Linked DNA regions of Mus musculus: region 1 is linked to region 2. The links are chromatin contacts, called in public HiChIP or PLAC-seq maps. All regions are on one chromosome and are shown on one strand. The core of a region is the stretch at or near the end of the contact, and the rest is flanking DNA. Distances in the headings are between cores, read along the strand shown. Region 1 has its middle 33 kb from the start of Gm31966. Region 2 has its middle 21 kb from the start of Anpep.

Region 1 (4,454 bases), core at 1,435-3,934, 99 kb after region 2:
GCAGTTAGCTTTCCTCCTAGGTTGAACACTCACCTAATTCCAAAGTTAAAGCTACAAAAACCAGGTTTCTCGAAAAGCACCGAGTCTACTCCAGCCTGACTCCTGTTTCTATGTTTCTGCTGTTATTTGGTCCTTTGTGCTTTGTGCTTCCATGATTCAGCATTACAATATGCAAAAGCAGTACTGATGAGATGGTTCCGTGGGTAAAGTTCTTCCTACACACTGTGTTGACCTGGGTTCAATCCCAGGAGCCCACATAAAGGAAGAAGGAGAGAAAAGGAGAAAACTGACTTCAAAGTTGTTCTCTGGCCTCCACATGCATGGCCCTCCAATCAATCATCAATACCCCTCTCTCTCTCTCTCTCTCTTTCTCTCTCTCTCTCACACACACACACACACTTGATAATAATAAGCATATTTTTAAACAGAAAGTGAATGAGCGGTGAGTATATTCACACTGTTGTTTTAAGGGCTGACTTGTCTCTTAACACAGGACTGTTGGGAAAAGCTTAAGATTTCTGTGATATAGTTGCAGGTCTTGGTGAAGCAGGCAGGTAATGTCAGCACTGGGCAGGAGGATTACCAAGAGCTGTAGAGCAGCTTGAGCTACACCATTAGACACTGCCTCAAACACAAGAACAAACACACATACACACACACACACACACACACACACACACACACTAAGATTTCTGTGTTACACTCAAATATAATCAATATAGTCAAATAAAAACTCTTTCTGTGGTTCAAAAATAGATGCCAGTGTCTGCTCAATAGATCAGTGGATGCAGTCATGATCAATAAATATCACAGAGAATTCCTGAAGGGCCCTGACGCCGCAGAAGAGGCCATCCAAATTAGCTTTCCAGGCTGCTCCTAAGAATCCTGCTTCAGATCCCAAAGATCCATCTGAAAGAGACGCTGTTTATCATGGGGCCAGCATCGTTTGTGACCAAAGATCAGGTGCGTCTTCGGGAAATGGCAGACTTCAAACATGTTCAAAAATGTTTTATAGGTGGTCTACTTCCCCTGCCCCTGGGATTAGGAAGCATCCTGCGATTTTTCCAGGGGTGGTGCAAGCAAAGGACAGACCAATGAAAACAGTGCCACCCAAGTCTAGCTTGGTGAACCAAAGAGTATGCGGGGGTCATTTATAGGAGTGAATGCACCAGGCGGCTGCATTACAGAGAAGCCCACTGGGTCCCCCGACTCACGAAAGCCAAATGCCTAGCACACGCCACCCAGCTTGCATTTGCTCCACCAGATCTTCCCTCACCAGCATCTATAATACACAACATTGTTGTCTGTGGTCTGTTCTCTACTACATCTACAAACTATGCTGGCCCCCTGATAAACAAAGTCTCCATCAAATGGATCTTTGGGAACTATACATGCAAGAGAGAGAGAGAGAGAGAGAGAGAGAGAGAGAGACAGAGACAGAGACAGAGACAGAGACAGAGACAGAGAGCATTGCCCATATAACCTTAGAGAGCCACCTGGACCATGTAACTCTAAGATTTCTGTAACTTATGGGTTTCATCAGCTTCCTAAGTCTTACAGGCCTCTCCTTCCTCCAGAAGTCTCCAATTCAGAGGAAATAACTATGCTAAATTGTTTACTAGAAAAATCTTCGCCAGACAATGGTAGCGCACGCCTTTAATCCCAGCACTTGGGAGGCAGAGGCAGGTGGATTTCTGAGTCCGAGGCCAGCTTGGTCTACAGAGTGAGTTCCAGGACAGCCAGGGCTATACAAAGAAACCCTGTCTCAAAAAACAAAACAACAAAAAACCCTCAGAGCCTAGCCCCAGTGACACACCCCCACCAACAAGGTGACACCTCCTAATCCTTCCCAAACATTTTACCAACTGGGGACTAAGAACACAAACAAATGAGCCTTGGGGGCAGGGGGGTGGGGGGCCATTGTCATTCAAGCCACTATAACTGGTAACACACAACTAAATACATTTAATTATTTGATGTCACTGTTGTCCTCAGGAGCCATGTGATGACACCTGCACCTAGTGACAGGTAGTGATTCCTGATTCTGCCATGGCTAAGGAAACACTTGCATGGCTTGATCCAATTGCTTGGGTTTCTTTTCAGTTTGAAGGTAAGGGTGGGCACTCTACAAATAGCTCATGAGTTTTCAGCCACCAGGCTAGGGTCCTCAGCTATGGTTGGACAAAAGTAAGAAGTCCATCATGGTATGCTGCTGCATGACACAGCTCACAGATCACAATAATGTACTGGCTATTCCGAAAAGCTAGGGAAAGGGGACTCTTCGTCTTCTTCGTCTTCATCTTCCTCTTCCTCTTCGTCTTCTCCTCCTCTTCCTTCTCCTTTCTCTTTCTTTTTTTCTCTTTTTCTTTTTTCTTTTGGCAGTGCAGGGCTTTGCAGCTAAAGTGTCACATCTGCAGGCAGAACTGACCAATTGATCAGTTGATTGATTCAACCATTGATTCACTGTGGGCCGAAGCAAGAGTGGGGCTGAGGAGTATACAAACCTTGCAGATCTCATCGGCAGCAGTGGAATGGCTCCTCCACCTGCCCTGGGCCCTCAAGGTCCTGGCGTCCATGGGCCTGTGTCCTCATCGAGGTCAGGTAGCACAGTAGCCAGGTTAAACTTCCTCTTCCCAGCAGCACCTGGAATGCCTCCTTATGCAAATGAGGCACTCCCAGAACCCTGGCCTCAGCCAATCATGTACACTCTCCCCCATAGACCCACCCTACCCACTCAGCAAAGGTTACATAGCCTTTGTTCCCCCACCAATTAAATGAGCTGCTCCCTGGATCCTGTCTCTGCAGAGTCTGTTTGTATGATCACTTGCCACTTAAGGTCTTTGCTTGCTGCCTAAGGTCTCCATCGCCCCCAGTCCCTCCCACCTCGATTTCCCTGATCACGCTGATATGGGGAGTGGCATGGGAACAGTTCACTGATCCATTGATTGAGATGAAATATCGCTAAGCCACCTAGGTTATCCTGAACTCCTACAACAGCCCGGGTAAAATACTGTGGTCCTCCTGCCTCAGGCTCCAGAGTAGCTGAGATTATATCCCTGTACTACTAGGCCCAACTAAAAGAAAAGAATTTTTAATGGCTGTACCAAAAGAAAATGATACTTATAGAGATACTTAAGATTTGAACCTTAGAGGCCTCAGGGGTTAAAGGTGACTACTGGGTTCAGTACTAAGTGCTCACATGACAGCTCGCAATGGCATATAACTCCAGTTCTCGGGGATTGGACCCCCTCTTCTGACCTCCTCAGTCTCCAACAGGCACATGGTGCGAATATATTCATTAGGGCTCACACATACACACATAAATCAATATTTTTTTATAAAAATTGCATGCCTGTAATAAACATTGATGCCTACATCAATGTCTGACCTCCGCACTATATAAACAGTCCCACGAATATAACTTAAGGCCATATTTATGTGTACATATGAGTATGCCTGTACATGTGAGTGTGTGTGTGTTTGTGTGTCTGTCTGTCTGTCTACCACATATGTACAGGAACCCATAGAGACCATGTGTCAGGTCCCCTAGAATTGGGGTGCTGGGAACCAAACCCAGGTCCCTTCCCAGCACAGCAAGTGCCCTCATCCCGAGTCACTCTCTGTCTCTCTCCTCGCTTTGTCAGCCAAGAGTCCTTTTTCTTTCTTTCAAAGCAATAATTTATCAAAGTAAATAGATTCAAATTTCCTCCCTACTACTCAGTCCTACTGCTAAGCATCGATATCTTTCTTTGTTTCTTCCTGGTTTTGCCTTTGCTTCTAAGAGTAAACATGACAGCTACTTCTTGATTTCTCAGGTTGGGACCTGCTCAGAGGACTTCCCACTCTCAGTGAAGTCTTATCAGGCTTTCTTCTGGCCAGGCCTTTCCCTCGTGCTTAAAATTCATATACAGTTCATGCAGAGTGCCATCATTTTTGTTTATTTTCTGGGAATAATTTTTCCCCTGAAATGAATTATTGCTTTATTTTTAAATTTATTTGATGATGGTTTCTACCCTGTCATCACTAATGCCCAACCCCCAGGCTGCCTAGATGCTGTCAAAGATGTCGGATAGTTTTGTTTTATTTTGTTTTGCCGTTCCTTAGTGCCTGGAAATAGGATTCCATGTGGCCCAGACTGGCTTGCCTCTCTCTTCTTCCACTGCGAAAATGCAGAAATATTAGACATTCACGTCCACACTTAGCTAATACTTCTTTTTCTAGAATTTAATTTTTTTTAATTTTATGTGTATGGTTGTTTTGCCTGCATGTGTGTCTGTGCACGGTTTGTGCATCTGGTTTCCTCAAAGACCAGAAGAGAGCAATGGATGGCCTAAAACTGAAATTACAGAAAATTGTGAGCTACCAAGTGGGTGCTGGGAATCCAACCTGGGTCCTCTGGAAGAACTGTCAGTGCTCTGAACTCCCAAGCCTCTCTCCAGCCATTTTTAAAATAG
Region 2 (4,363 bases), core at 963-3,462:
GTGACTTAATCTCCAAGTCAGTCATTTGCTGGAGCTGTATAAAGGGAATATGAATTCTAGCCAGGTGAGGGCACATACCTGTAACCCCAGGAACTTAAGAGACTTGAGGATCAGGAGTGTCAGGTTCTCCTCAGCCTGGGCTACATGGGTCAGCCTGAGCTACATGAGACCAAGTCTCAAACAAAACAAAACCAAGGGCCGGGGCCTGACTCAGCATGTAAGCAGGAATGCTTGCTACACAAGCATGAAGAAGTGTGTTCAAATCCCGAGGCCCATGTAAATTTTAGGTGTCTTTGTGTACCACAGCAGAATCCCAGGGCTTGCTGGCTGCCAGCCTGGCTCCAGTGTCCGTGAAAGCCTGCCAGGGGAATAAGGCAGAGGGTGAGAGAGCAGGGCGTGCCACCCTCCTTTGACTTCTGTATGTGCATAGGTGTGTACACCCAGGCACACATACACAGACATCACACATAACACACACACACACACACACACTAAAACAAAACAAAAAACAAAAATACCAAAAATCAAAAAATCCAAAGGGTGGTGGTGGCACACACCTGTAAACCCAGCATTTGAGAGGCAGAGTTCAAGGCCAGCCTGATCTACAGAGTGAGTTCCAGGACAGCCAGGGCTACACAGAGAAACCCTGTCTTGGAAAAAAGTGAACAAAGAAACAAACCATAACCAACAACAACAGAGAGAAAGGGAGTGGGGGTTGGGGAGGTAGAATTCTGAAGAGTCTGGTTAGAGTTCTTACTTAGCCCTGAGTCTCATCCTGGACCCAAATCAAACCAAACCAGTTCTTTCAACTAGTCTTTGGCCTGAACTCACATTGGACATTTGCAGTTCTGGCATTATGTAGTCGTGAATTACAGTCATGTTACAATAGGAAACACATTGAACGGGCCCAACGGGCCCTCCCTTTGCACTTGCTCCTGCCAAGCCGGCAGACAGTGCTCTCTCATCTCTAGGGACTAGTCAGCACGCTCTACTAATGAGATCACACCACTCGGAACCAACCCTATGTGTCGGGCTGCCTCGCTCCTGAGTTAGTTTAGATTTGACTCAAACACACAGAACCCCTGGCGCAGTGTGTGATGCCGCCCTCGAGACCCCTGCATCCGCTAGGGGAGGCTTGTCGGGCCCCAGCTGTGGGGATCCACCAGAGGAGACTGCTTGGATTCAAGGTTTTGAGCCAATAGAAAGTCTTTATTAGCTAGCTGGGTGTTGGGGAGCCAGTGTAGCTCCAAGCCCCTATCAGGGCAGCCATTTGAGCACAAAAGCCATGTTCTGGGTTGACTAACAGTTAGAAGTGGAACTACAGAAGCTAAGGGGCAAGGTGAGTCCATTCAGAGACTTCCCAGAACGACAGGATTTGACGGAGTGGGTCTTTGTTCTCGTTTTTTTTGGCAGGCGGTGCTGTCTGCGTGTTGTTTTACGGCCTGAGTGGTACTTCCAGCCCTGAGGTGGTTATGCTAAGGTCTTAGGGCCTCCTAAGGTCTGGCACCCTGTTTCTCAGTAACCAACAGCCTTACAACGTGGTGGTTCCTTTCTTGTTCACATTCCATGCTGTCATAAGCTGGCTGCAGTTTTGTGCCAAGTCACCTGCATTCCAGGACCCAGGTTGAAGGAACAACCCTTATCTGGGGAATGGCTCCCTGCCAGACAGAGGTAGAATGATCCCCATTGCACAGTGCTATGACCCCGCAGGTGTCTTCTGTGAGCTGGCACACCTCTAGTATGTACACCAGTCACTAATGAAAGCAGTCACTCGCAAGAAGTAGTCTAGCCTGGTGTCAAAACGTTGGCTATCCCATTCTCCCCTGGAGTAGAATTCTGACCAGCTTGTTTCAGCTGCCTGCCCCATCCCCACGATTAGTTCTTAGCCTTCCTTCCCTGGGTTGAGACGATGACACACTGTCTGCTTCACACCATTCTGGGCTGCCTCTTCCCTGACAGGGCCTGGGTCAGTTGGACTACCTAAGACCATCTTTGGCCAAGGCCTACTCTGTACACCCATTCCAAGGCAATCTCCTCCCTCACACTTCCCAAAGCCCTGGAGTTCTGTAGCTGGAAATGCAAGCAGACCTGGAAGCCATTGGAGATGGATCCCTTCCCTCCCGTTTCCCTGGTAACATTAGGAAGGAAGTCTCTTAGGATTTAAATTACCACTGGGTGGGGCATCTGGGCTTTGTAGAGTCAAGAACTCAACAAAGGAGAACTACTACTTCCTGATTCTTTCTTCTAACAAAGAAAGGAGTTTTACCTCCAGCCCTGGGTAGGGACCTCATATCCCTCCCTGGGGATGGTGGCTGGCAGGACTTCCTTTCTGTATCCTTTCCACGGAGTCCTAACACAGAAAAGAGCAAGTTCTCTTCCATCCCACACCCTCTCTCTCTTACATACTGGCCAGGAACTGGACCATGCTTTCTCTGCCACTCTGGGCTCTTTTTACCTTTTCACAAAGCCCCACCCCCACACTTTTCCCACCCACGTGATTGTTTGCACATCGCCGTTGCAAACCCCCCTCCCCCTTCACTCTTCTTTTCCTTCGGCTTCCTCCTCCAGGCAGCTCTATAATTTTCTTCCAAACTCCAATAAAATTGTCCTCAAGCTTCCTTGCTGGTCTGTATTTAAATTCTTTTATCACAAGACTAAGAAACCAAGAAGGAAAATTTAGTTTCCCTGGTAACTAGGGACTCCCATTCTATGGCCACAGAGTCTTCTAACCTGAGCTTGTGTGAGCAGGCTGTGTAAGCAGCAGTCTGCCATAGGCCAGGTTCTTCCTGGGCACTGCTTTCCCTGTGCCCTTGCCAGGCTTCCAGAACTCCCAGCCGCAACCCCCCCCCCCCCCACAACTCTCACAGCCTCGGCTTTCTCTCTTCGCAACCTTGGGGTGGACACTCGGTCCTGCTTGGGTACTGTCTGCCTGTGAGCAGGCCCCTGTTACTTGCAGGTCACCAAGGTCTTGCCTGCTCTTCCCTTGACCTCGATCTACACCATGACACTTTCCAAGTCCTGCCAATTCGAGCTCTACAGTGTGCTACAAGTCTGCTCCATGTCTGTCCCCACTGTCCCACTCGGATCTAGCCTGGGTCACCACAAATGCTCTCCCAGTTGGGCTCTGAGGCATCTTTTCTTTCCCTCTTCATCCACACTCTGCTCAAAAGTCAAGAATAAAAATAAAAACAAGCCGGGCGGTGGTGGTGCACACCTTTAATCCCAACACTTGGGAGGCAGAGGCAGGTGGATTTCTGAGTTCGAGACCAGCCTGGTCTACAGAGTGAGTTCCAGCACAGCCAGGGCTACACAGAGAAACCCTGTCTCAAACAAACAAATAAAAACAAAATAAAACCAGAATTAAACGTTGTGGTGCATGACTATAATCCCAGCATTTGGGAGGCAGGGGTTTGAGGCCAGCAGGGGTGGGGGTGGGGGTGGGTGGGGTGGGGGGTTGCCGGGTGAGAGCTCAAGGCCCTGTGAGACTTAGCCAGACTCAGCTTTCCTTTCCCTCCAAGCCTCCCTTGCTGCCTCAGGCCTGCTCTCCATCTTTGGGGATCTTAGTCTGTGCTAAGTGTCTGCAAAGTGGGGAACTGGAAGCTTTACCTCCAAAGGTGGCCATGTTGGGGGAGGGACCTGTGAGCGAGCACTGGGCACTGTGGAACGGATTGCTGAGGTCTTTGTTCTGAAATCCGACTGGACCTCCACCTCCTGCCATGGGGTCATGATCATGCACCACAAAGATCTTCCCAGACTGCAGAAAACAAAACTAACAACCCCAAACTAGTTCATTAGTTTGCATTAAATGAGAACCGGTTTAGAGCTTGGTTCCGGGGATATACGCCTTCATGGTGGGGATTGTTGGAATAGAGCAAGGACTTGGTGCTTGGCAATAGGACAGCTCCTGTCTGTGGCAGCAGGAGGCTGCCTGCTGCTCCTATCTTGGTAGACTAGAAAGCCAAGAAGAGCCTGATGACATTCCTGTTCTTTATGTTTTGTTTTGTTTTGTTTTGTTTTTTCCCCAAAACAGGGTTTTTCTGTGTAGCCATGGCTGTCCTGGAACTCACTCTGTAGACCGGGCTGGCCTCAAACTCAGAAATCTGCCTGCCTCTGCCTCCCAAGTGCTGGGATTAAAGGCCTGTGCCACCACTGCTGGGCGAGATTCCTGTTCTTTATAAATGGCCCGATCTGATATTCCACTAGAGCTGCACCGAGGGACTGAGGTGATCCATGAGTTCTGTCCTGCCTCTGGCTCCAGACCCTGTGCTCAGCTGGTAGCTCAAGCTAACACATACCCTGGGATCACTGGTTAAAGCCCTCAGTGGTCCACTGAGCTATGCTTCCCCTAGGAAGTCTCTTCTCA

Evidence for each region. HiChIP or PLAC-seq counts read pairs in DNA pulled down with a chosen protein or histone mark.
Region 1: a contact with region 2 is called in an H3K27ac HiChIP or PLAC-seq map of embryonic stem cells, with 7 read pairs. The contact joins two enhancer-like sites. A contact is called at or near these places in 1 of 484 Hi-C or Micro-C datasets (nephron progenitors), 1 of 115 datasets of contacts at active chromatin or transcription factors (embryonic stem cells) and 2 of 9 other capture datasets (adipose tissue and liver).

Annotation. Positions count from the first base shown.
Region 1 is chr7:79,965,812-79,970,265 of GRCm38.p6, forward strand. No RefSeq gene overlaps it. Among named protein-coding and RNA genes, the nearest start is that of Gm31966, 33 kb to the left of the region's middle. Within about 2 kb of position 2,685, at least 7 of the 459 cell types and tissues checked have an H3K27ac peak or open chromatin away from gene starts, as enhancers often do. A contact at or near this core is called in embryonic stem cells, where this site is marked.
Region 2 is chr7:79,867,094-79,871,456 of GRCm38.p6, forward strand. No RefSeq gene overlaps it. Among named protein-coding and RNA genes, the nearest start is that of Anpep, 21 kb to the left of the region's middle. Within about 2 kb of position 2,213, at least 44 of the 459 cell types and tissues checked have an H3K27ac peak or open chromatin away from gene starts, as enhancers often do. A contact at or near this core is called in embryonic stem cells, where this site is marked.